Linked DNA regions of Rattus norvegicus: region 1 is linked to region 2. The links are chromatin contacts, called in public Hi-C maps. All regions are on one chromosome and are shown on one strand. The core of a region is the stretch at or near the end of the contact, and the rest is flanking DNA. Distances in the headings are between cores, read along the strand shown.

The links. A called contact is a pair of places that touch in the nucleus more often than the background predicts.
Region 1: a contact with region 2 is called in a Hi-C map of Schwann cells, with 4 times the contacts expected there. The contact joins two enhancer-like sites. A contact is called at or near these places in 3 of 12 Hi-C or Micro-C datasets (Schwann cells, kidney and mammary epithelial cells).

Annotation. Positions count from the first base shown.
Region 1 is chr2:37,485,775-37,491,304 of GRCr8, reverse strand. It overlaps the pseudogene Rps29-ps14. Among named protein-coding and RNA genes, the nearest start is that of Cwc27, 220 kb to the left of the region's middle. Within about 2 kb of position 3,569, at least 3 of the 93 cell types and tissues checked have an H3K27ac peak or open chromatin away from gene starts, as enhancers often do. A contact at or near this core is called in Schwann cells, where this site is marked.
Region 2 is chr2:37,144,574-37,150,285 of GRCr8, reverse strand. It overlaps a transcript of Cenpk not described here. Among named protein-coding and RNA genes, the nearest start is that of Adamts6, 7.9 kb to the left of the region's middle. Within about 2 kb of position 2,550, at least 84 of the 93 cell types and tissues checked have an H3K27ac peak or open chromatin away from gene starts, as enhancers often do. A contact at or near this core is called in Schwann cells, where this site is marked.

The DNA.
Region 1 (5,530 bases), core at 2,320-4,819, 340 kb before region 2:
ATCCAGATGTTTGGCGGCTCGTAGACAAAACACCCAGATGATTAAGTGAAGATTTGACGGAGTTGACTGGATTAGCCAGATGTTGCAGCATTGTATAGACGCTGTCAGGACGTTTCCTTGGCTGGAGTGGGGTCCAGCTGCTAAGGAGACGGATGGTCTGGGCAGTGAGGGGAGCTTTCGAGCAGAAGACCTGGATTGGATGCAACTGGGAACCGCTGCACGAGGTGCGCGGTGGAAGAGAATGCCGGGTGAGGAGAAGCAAGAATAACAGTGAGAGGAAAAGCTGCAGACAGGAAAGAGGAGCTTAGGAGAGCGCAGGTGCACGTGAGGTGATTAAAGCCCGGACCAGAATGCTGGGAAAGTGACAAGAAGAACCGGATCTGAAAAACATTACAGGAAGAGAACAGGAAGTCATGATGGGCTAGACAAGGGAGTAAAATGCACATCACCCCAAGGCTGGAGACAGCAAGGCCTGGGAAAGCAGCTGCTGGCAGTGTCCCCACAGGAGTGAACCAACAGGGGACCCCCCCTCCACCTCCCGAAAGCCTCCGCTCAGAGGCCGCTGCCAGGTTTGCAGGTGCCGAGAACACACATCCTTCAACTGCTGGGTCCCACGTCAGTTCGTCAGTTCGTCAGTTTGGTGCTGGGTTCACACTATCAGGTGGACAAAGCCAGTGAAGAGGGTGCATTTTAACGAGATTTGCTTTCATGTAATGTGCAGCGTGATTGGAGAAATATAAAGCATAATTATGTGCAGTAAGATTATGATAAACTGCACAGGGCCTATTTGATAGCAGATTGGTGTTTGAAAAGCCTGTCTATAAGCAGGCGTTAAAGGCTGAGCACAAGCATTTACTGGTGTGATTCAAAGGTCTGATTTCGAAAAGTTTGGAAATCACAAGCCTTGGCTTAGACATTTCACAAAATTCTTTCTTAAATGTTCAAATCTTACTTGATAAGAATCAAGCTTGTCTTTAGACACAGACATGGATTTCAGTGTATTAGCGTTAGCCCCGTGATGGTGCTACAGTTGAAATCTTTAAATGTCCCCCCAAGGCCCATCTGTTTATAGCTCGGTTCCTAGCCTCCAGCACTAAGGAAGGTGGTAGACGTTTAGGACATCAACCTTGTGGAAGGAAGCTGTGTCATGGGAAGTATGCTCTTGAAGGAGATGCTATCTCTCTTTTCCTTTCCCACAGTCTTTGAGGTCAGCAGCCTCCGTGCTCCCACAGTGGTCTGATTTGCTCCACAACAATGCAACCAGGTAACCACGGGCCAAAACTGCTGAAACCCTGTGCCAAAGTAAGCCTTCCCTCTGCCATGGATTCATCTCAGGTATTTGTCATAGTGAGGGGAAGCTAGCACACAGGGAGGGTGCTCTGGTTACTTAAGAACATCCTGAGCATTTACGGAATTCGTGGTTTTTCACGTGTGCAGTCTCTAGCATTTTCAGCTCCAGGCCCATCGGCCCACACAACCAGTCGGGTGCCCTTTAGAAACACACTGAGATTTTTCTCCAAATACTTGCTTGTTGAACAGAGAAAAAAAAAAAAAAAAAGCAAACCAAACCAAATTGTTTTCATAGTTTGAAATACAACTCCATGCAACGCCCCAGGTTCAAGCCCCAGAACCAAAAAATAAAAGTAAAAATAAAACAACAAAAATAGCAGAAGGAAACACCTTTCAGAGAGACTAAGCTCCGTTCACGTTTTTTGCACTATCTCTCCCCTACCCAAACCCACTCAACCCTGAAGTGGATATTTAAGGGTCCTTTGGAGAGTCAGTTGTGTTGGGTGGTGCTTTGCTAGGGCAAACACGAGAAGGAGAGTTTTTCTAAAGTGGACACAGGTGAAAGACTGAGCACACTCATGAAGGAATGTTTCACAGAAGCAGACATAGAATGTTCTGCTAAAGCAAACACATGAAAGAACATGTGACGAAGGGTTCTTGGTTAACAACACGCATGTATTGGTCTACCATGCACTGTATAGTTGAGCTCCATTGGTCAGGACTCTGAGGACTCGAGCTGAGGCAAGGCACGTGGAGGACCCGTGATGTTTGGAGGGTACATATAGGACTTGACGGCATGATGGAGACAGCTAGGCTTGCTGGTCCAGATAGCTAGCTGTGCAGCACTTGTGGGTCTAGCATCTTTTCTGATCTTCACTTCCCTGAGAGAGGCACGGCTAAGAACTTCCCCTGGCGTTCGTGTTGGTCCCTCCTGTTGACTTGAGCTGAGGCTGAGTCCCGGCTGTCTCTGCTAGGTCACGTCACTGCTGTGGCTAGCCTGACTACTGAACTGGTGGACACACTGCTGGTGTATCCGTGAAGTGTTTGCTGGTGGATCAAGCTGCCGCCACCAACCTGTGAACTGAAGTGGGGATCTCTAGACAGCACAGACAGGAGTTGCTCCAAAGAACCTTTCTAAACAGGTTCACTCCCCTGCACCCCATCTTCCACCCTGTATCCTTTCTTTCACACTACCTCTGGTGGGTGGTGGGCTACAAGGAAGACTAAAGCGTTTAAGAAACACCCTTAAAAAATAGGATTTGAAAAGAATTAAAGTTACACCACCCCCTACAAACACCCTAGAAGAAGGCAGAATGTAAGAGTAGAAATGTGTTCATGTATTGCAGTCACCCTGGGGAGATGAAGGGATCAGGGATCCTATTGTCACTAATTCTCCACACTCAGAAAGGACAAGTCTGGGTAGGGGTCCAGGGCCTGTTGTGTTGTTGATTTTGTTGTCGTTGCTTATTAAGCTCCCCCAACTAATTGTGAGGCTTGGTTTTGTTTTTCACTTCCTGAGAGATCAGTCCTGGACAGAGAGAGAGACTCAAACTGCAAACCTTGGTTTAATGTCTTTGCTCACCTAAGAGTCATGTCGCCCTAAAGCTTCCTTTGAGAAATGAGCTCCAAGGCCAATTTACCCTATCCTTTGATGGTAGGATTGTCACAGATGCTGCCTGAAGTCTGATGCAATCAGCCTGAGAACCCAGGATGATAGGAGGACCTTTGTCTTGTTCTCAATTCCCAGCACTACTACAGGCTGGGTGGTGGTGGGGGGAGGGGAATCAATGATCTTGATAAGTCTCTCCCAGTATTCCAAGGCTGAACAAGTCACTTATTTATCAAATAGAACGCCAGTTGGTTTCTCTAGAACAATGAGCGATTCAGGTGTTTCATATCTGCTTCCTGTAACCCTTCTAGTATAGAAAGGAGATTTAGCGGATAGCAAGTTAACTTTTTCAAAAAGCTACACCAAGGTTAGAGTGTTTGTTCTCTTAGATGCCCACAAGAAAATGTTCTGGATTGTCCTTTTTTTTTTTCCTTGATAGTTTGGTTTCATTTGCCCTGGTATCAACGTATTTTCCCGGACCTCTTTTTCCCCAAGGATGTAGGAGTAGACATTGGGAGACTTTTGTTTAAAAGCCAGTCAGAGTAGCACAGTGGACAGTCGGACGTGCGCTTAGCTCACTTTGTCGCTTTTTAAGTACACTGGACATCACGTCCACAAGCATCGCTGTCGGTCTGAGAGGTGGTTAATTCTCCAGACTCTTTCAAGTCTCTTCTAGCAACCACAGCAAATAGTGTCATGCCCCTGTGGGAGGGTTGGGAGGGCAACAGAGGGCTGTGAAGGAAAAACCCTTGGGAATGTTCACAACACAAAGGTCTTTTGTCCTGAACCAAATCGAAATTGAGAGATTCATTTCCATTGATCCTCTTATCGTCTGTGTAAATACATTAATGCTCACCACCTCGATCTGAACCACAGAACTGATACGGGTGCTTAATTGATTCTGCTGCCTTAGTATAACTGATCTCATAGAAAGGCTTTTGAGTACTGAATGGTTTTTTTTTCTAGAGGGAAACTGCCAGCTCATACAATGACTTTGTAAAAGCTGAGAGGGGAAGGCACCATTCCCAAGGCACTTCCCACGCGTCAGAAATTGTAAGAATGAACTTCGGGAAAATCCTTCCCTGCATCTGCAATGTAAGAGTGCCTGCCCTGCCATTTTCTTGTTTCTCTGTTACATTCCAGTTCCCTCTGGAGCCAGATCTTTGTCCCTACAACAACATGGCCCTGGAGCAATTGTTAAGCAGATTGACCCTGCTTGGCCTGGTCTGTCTCTATGTCCCTTAAAGAGACTCCGTGTTGGTTGTTGATTGATCGACACATACATGCATAGATAGATGAATAACATGTCCTGAGAATTCAGACTAGACAGGAAATCCAGAACAGGATCCCCACCACTGCCTCTGGCACCTGACTTTCTAAAGAGCTCTGGGAAGATAATTCCTTACCAAGCTTGCCAACCAATGACCACCCAACAAAATGAGGAACAAAAAACATTCTTCCCAGCCCTGAGGAATATGAGTAGTAAGTACTCTTCTACGGGCTGGTAATAGTCTTCGGTCTCCACAAGCCACTGGCTGCTGCGTCACCGTCTCCTTGGAAACACACCTGGGGAAGCCCTCTCTTTATGCTCAGCGCAGGCTGCACATTCAGTGTCTTCTCTCCAGAGCGAATGCCCTCCGTGCTAACAAGGGCGAGAACTACTCACGAGTTAAGTACATAACATGGAAACTCCTAGAATATCCCAGTGAACATCTCCCAGTTTGTTCATTAACAACAAGAGTTTTCTGTTTCTCAAGAATTACACCAAGAGCCATCTGAAGATGGGGCAGCCATTTAAAAGTCTGTACCAGGCAAAGAAGTCTTCTGGCTTCTGGGAAGTGTCCTCTTTGTATTTTCCTTGCTGTTGGTAGTTAAGAGCTTAGCCCATAAACAGAGGAAACGGTATTTTGTTCTGTTTTCCTTTCTATTAGTGAAGTTTTCTCCAATCACCTGCCATACTAAGGATAAAGTACTACATCGACAAATTCTAAAACCCAAGTTCTCCCTCTTCTGGGCCAACACAACAGACACAAGTTTTGGCATTTCCATCGTCCTTTAACATTACTACAGAACAAGAAAATGGCTTTGGTGGCCACAGATCCAACATGTATACAGTTAAACCTTAAGAAAACTGCTTCCAAGGCAGGACTCAGATGCTCCAGAAATTGTTGGAATGGATCAACAACAACAACAACAACAACAAAAATAAAAATAAAAAATAACATTTCAAATCCTAGTCGCTTTGCCAGCAGGACCTCCTTGAGATGAACTCCACGGGAAAGGGTTCCATCTTCCAGAGTGGATATTCACTTGTTTGCTTTTCCAGCCAGGAGTCTAGGAGAAGCCAGCAGGCAATTCAGTCATTTGGTAATGTCCTTCCCTCTGCCAAGGTGGATTAATGCTGGGAGATCTTACAACTGGTGAGTAATAGGTTAGTGTTTACAGATCCTCCGAGATCCCCGAGGTGTGATTATTTTCATCTGTAGGCTTCTGTCATCCCCCAAAGGGTGCTTTGTCATTTCCTCTACTCTCCCTTCACTGGCCTCTCCAGACTGCGCTACAAGGACAAGGCCGGGGAGTCATCACCGGTCTCCTCAAACCCAACTGGTAAACACTTCCCAGACCCTGCTG
Region 2 (5,712 bases), core at 1,301-3,800:
TTTTTTTCTTTCTTGGTATTAGTGTAAAACACTGATAACCAACTTTGGTTTTGGATTTGTTTTTATAAAACTATTACGAATTATCTACATCTTTTTTCTCTCCCTTCCCACAAAATCCAAATATGCTATTGACTTTCCTTAACATGACAACTCAATTCATCTGCTGCTGAGATCACAAACAACGAGATCTGGCACCAGACCCAACCTAAACCACTAGTAGCTACCTTAGGTTGCTAAGGAAGTGAAAAGGAAGTAGTAAGGACAGACAAGAATAGGCATGAATTTTGCAGGTTTTTAGACCAAACATAAAAATAATTTACTATATTTCAGTCTTAATGATTGGAAGATTTCCTCTGAGGAATCACAAAACAGATTAATACATCTATACAGAATAATCTGGTGCCATTTATGATAAATGAATGATTTGTTTTAATGTAGCACACTTCAAAAAACAATCACTAATACTCACAACTAAGCACCAAATTAATATAAACAAGACTGAACTACCACTTTGGTGAAAATAATTATCTTCAAAATTAATTTTCTAAGTTGCCTTCAAGTGCACCAGTTTTACATTGCTTTTCTTTTCCTATCATGAATTTTAAGACTGTAAATTCACCACTAAACATTTCAGTCTAATCAATATAAACTTAAGAAAAGAAATGAAAAAAAGAGAAAATATAGTTCAAAAACTCTGAACATGAGAGTAAATTGAAAATTATATTCGGTGTAGTTTTTAAAGTTCCAAGCAATGGTTTGGTTTCCCTTTCTCCCCCCTTCTCTGCACACCCTCACACCACCCCCCTTCCCATTCCACTTCATCCAGACAGAGGGTAACAGTCTGAGCTGCCCTGGTTGAGTTGATCCTAAAGTTAACATTCAGCAGCCCATTTCCAGACAGCAGCGCTAAATCTATTTGGATAAAACGCGTGTGACCCAGACAGTTGGCATTTGGCCCAAACGCGTTGCACCAGCAGCTCAAATAAAAACAAGAGTAAGAAACTTACTCTCTTGTTCCCTCTCAGTGTGCTTTCTTACTCTGGCTTGCTCTCTTTGCCCCTAATACAAGTGGACAACTTATCAAAAACAGAAATTATAGCACATATTTTAAGAAAGATTTTCCAATACTTCTTCACTCTTGTTCTCTCTCCCAAATCACTGAATTTCAGTCTTATATACTATATATACAGACATACTCTGATAAACAAGGCTCCAGAGGGTTATGAGTCTAGCATGGCCCAAGTGGGCAAAAGTAAATCAAAACCACACGCTTTCATCTCTTTGATTAGCCTATTAAGAGCTTAACATATCCTAGAGCATCGGTGCTACAGCCAGCACAATACTGCTACCCTGAGAGCACAGGCATGAAATATGCACTTGTCTGAATACTAAAGACGCTGACATGAAACGGATTTTCAGAAGGCAATTGCATAAATCTGGAAATCGATTAAAAAACACACATCATCATTACCTTCTCCACCACTATCTGGTGACTAGTTAAAAGTCCACGATGATCATAATCAAGTCCACTTCACACAACATGTAAATTCATACAATAAGCGCGTATTTTCACATTATAAAATACCTGTAAGCCCCGGAATTCTACGTCCACGAGTAGTCTAGAGTTTAAAAGATTTCTATCTGTAATGTGAGTTTAGTCAAACTCACTTCTTGCCATAAAGCACGCACGCGCGCGTGCGCGCGCGCGCACAGCCACAGACACACACACACACACACACACACACACACACACAGAGGGGGAGGGAGGGGAAGAGAGAGGGAAGGGAGAGAGATCTAAGCGTTATTCAGAAGATAAGCAAAGCACAAGTTGTTGGGGTTTTTTTTTAAGGTTTCATTGAATATTGTGAAGTCTTCCTTACCGTTTTCATCTTCAAATTCTGATAAAAAGTAAGTTTCAAACAATAGAGATTTCACTGGACGGCTCACGTACTCCCTTTTCTCTTTTCTTTTTGCCCCCCGCCCCCTTGCAAAGCCACACCAGCCAGTTATTCTGCAGCCAGAATAAAACCCTATAGTCTCGCTAACTGGAGCTTTAGAGAAAGGACTTTCTGATTTGGCAGTTAAAAAAAAAAAAAAAGAAAGAAAGAAAAAAAGAAAGAAGGAAAAAGAAAAGAAAAAAATCCTTTCAATTCATCCAAGGCTATCAACCTGAGACGTGCTTTGCAACCCCCAACTCCCTCCCTCCCCCGCCCACCCACCCCCCCAAAAAAAGGAAAGGAAAAAAAAGAAAAAAGAGGGGAAAGGCTTATTGGGGGTGGAAGTGGTGCCCTCTCTTCCTGGACAGCTTAGTGCCTTTGCTATGCAAATAACATGTGCAGAGCATCAAAAGGTATCAGGAGAGAGAAGACAAGAGGAGCAGGAAGGGCAGGAAAAGTTTTGTTGAAGTAGCCCTCGAGCTCACTGCCGGCCCCAAGCCAACTTCAATTGCAGCAGAAGAAAATTTTGGCAGCTTTCCTCAGAGGCAGAACAAACTGACGTCAGTCTGCAGATGTGCCTGGGCTGCGTCGGGTGCGCATGTGTCCTGGGTCGTCACGTGGAGGGGGAGGGGAGGTAGAGGTACAATCGGGGTATCCAACTACCAGCCATTCAGAAGGGCTTAGACAATGTCAACTTTTCCACCCTGTGAATGAGAGAAACTCTGGCCCTCTAACCTCTCTCCCCTAACCCACCCCGCCTATTTCCTCCTCCTCTAACCTCTTGCGGAGTCTTGTCTGGTTTGTTATTACAGTTTCTTGGAAAAAGGAAAGGCACGGCGGGTGTTGGGGGGGGGGGTGCAGACGGGGATAGACTAATGTCACTGTTAGAATTTTTGGTATCATTCTCTGACTTTTGTTTGTTTTATTTTAATCTCTACAATAAATATTTAAAAGTTATTCATAAAATTTGTCATGTAAGGAGTCAGATCAGTAGAGCGAAATTTCAAGACTTAAAACGTGTACAAAACGACTGTGTGTTGAATGCATACTTCAACAAGTGAAAATACCACCACAAGAGTAAAAACTAAACGAAACTGAGACCTGCACATTTTCCATGTGATTATCGACTTCAGGTTATGTGAAACTATAAAAGGAAAAGGGGGTGGGGAGTGGTGCATTATTTCCAGATGAGAGCTAGATGGTGTTTTAAACTGCAACAGGGAAAGCCACAAAGTGAGGGCTTTTTTTTTTTCCTTGCTTGTTTGTTTGTAGTACACTGAATGAGAAACTTCAATGAGTGCTCAAAAGAAAATAAAGCCTAAATCAGCCCCCAAAAAAGGTTGGGGTGGGGGGACCGCGACGACACGGGAGTCCTGCTGAGATCTCAAGATAAACAAACAAAATGTCAGAACCGGTTCTTCTAGCTTTCCAATCCCACCTCCCCCTCCACATCAGCTGCCAGTTCAACCCTTAAAGATAAAATACGACCACGACCGGGCACTTTCACTTTCATTTACCAGGAGAAATCCCCTGGCATTTAACTGTAGAAAAAAAAATATTCCCACCGCTTTCCAAGTCCTAAGCAAGCAAACAATGTCTGGCGCAAGGATCGGAAACAGGAAGAAAATCGAAAATAGCTCAGGACAAATATTGCCTTTCAGCTGTGTAATCTGCTGCATCATTTATCCGTCTGTACCGTGGAGTGTAGGGTTGGGAGTTGGTTAAGGGTTGCCAAGGTTGGGGGAGGGGAAAATTGAGCCTTGAAATTCCAGTCTTTAATTAACACCCAGCCAATTTCCTATGGTCAGAACCAGAAAATGAAATTGGACCTGAGGGATGTAAATAAGGAGAAAGGCACGTTCTAAATACCAGTTCTTAAATTTCTAGCTTCTGTTAACGTTGTTGTTCTTTGATTTTTTTTTCCTTCCTATGCCAGAAGTGGTAGGTGTGATTGTTCTGGAAAACCTTGAATGGCTTAAGCAGGCATAGGTGAGAACCTAGAAGAATACATTTACTTCAATGATTTTTCAAGGGTTGGAAGGCCGTACATTTGCCCAGGGGCTAGCTCTCATTTTGACCTTAATCTTCGCTATCTGGCTCAGTGCATAGTAAAAGTGGAAATGTGTCCTGTGGATGGTACTGACAGTTCTAAATAAAGATGATTCATTGAGTTTCTCTCTCTCTCTCTCTCTCTCTCTCTCTCTCTCTCTCTCTCTCTCTCTCTCTCTCTCACTCTCCTCTCTCCTCTCTCTGCAAAATAGAGATTGCTAGACCTCATAGTAATACTAGTAAACACCAAAAAAATAAAGGTGGCACAGAGCTAGCTGTCTTTGCATAAAATCATCCTTTAAATATATGAGATTCAACTTTCCTTAATGTTACAAACACTGGTTTAAGACAAATATCGCCAGCACAGAAAAGTAAAATCAAGGCATCACTACCAATCACCTAGATAATATTGAGAAAAGCTTTTCCTCTCCGTTAAGTTCATTGGCCCTAGGAAGTAGCTGCATTGTAAAGTAGGTTTTTCAGTGAGAAGTAGACTTTGGCTAATTACTTATTCAAAGAGTGCCATCCTGCGTCTAAACAGAGTAATGAAAATTTTCTAATTTTCCTTGCCTCCTCCAAATGCTGGAACTAAGACTATAATGAGCAAGCAGCAGTGGAGAGTTATTAGTTTAAGAAATGGAGTGTCCATTTAACTTTATATATGTCTTGGACATTTTAACCTTATTACAATGACCCCCAACATAGCCATCACATGGTTTTAACAAGTACCGAATGAAGTAGAACCTATCTTATTTTCCCTATGTTCTCATTATTCATCCAACTTCAGTGATTATTTTAAAACCAAGTGCAGACATGTCATTGCCTTAACTAAGTACTCCTATAGTTCTAAAGTATAAGGACTACATTTTAAACACCAGTACACTACTGTTCCTCTTAAAGCAATGATAAATTCTTTGAGTAACCAAGTAGCAATACTCAAATTTCTCCTCACAAAGTCATCATCTTTTTAATTGAATTAAAGGCAAACATACTGTGCTAATGTCTCCACACACAAACCTGTGTGTTCTGAGACAGTCTTCCTTAGGTTACCAAACCCAGATTCCCCTTGAACTCATGGCAATCCTCCTGCAATAGCCTCAGAAGTGCTAGGATGACAAACATGGACAAAAATACCAAACTCGGGTGCTCTGTCCCTGATATCTACACTTCCAGTAAACGTTGATTTCTGTTTTATGAGACAAAGTCTCCCAATGACTAGAGCAGTCTAAGTACTGTGTGCTGCCATCAAACTTGTAACTTTCCTCCCTCAGTCTCTCAATGGCTGGTATTATAGGTGTGTACCTGTACACTAGGCTTTAGTAGTAAACCTTCAGTTAAATTAGAACAGTAGTTATACAGAGAAAAGATAAGTCCTTGCTGTGTGTTCTACCTAAAAGCATTTTATGATATAAATGTCTCCATTTTATTATTTATATTTTTAAGTAATAAATGATACATATCTATGGCATGTAAATTGACACCCATATACATAGTAGAATGGCTAAAACAAACTACTTAGGGTTAGAGTGTGGTTCAGTGATTGAATGTTTGCCTAATATATAAGGCTCTAGATTTGATCCTCAGGACAGCAAAAATAACAAATTTTAAAAGACAAATCAAGATATTTATCATATGAATTAATGTTTCTTTATTGGTAAAACACTACAAATTATTCACTTAGTAATTTTCAAGTATATAATACATTATTATTATTATAACCAAGTCT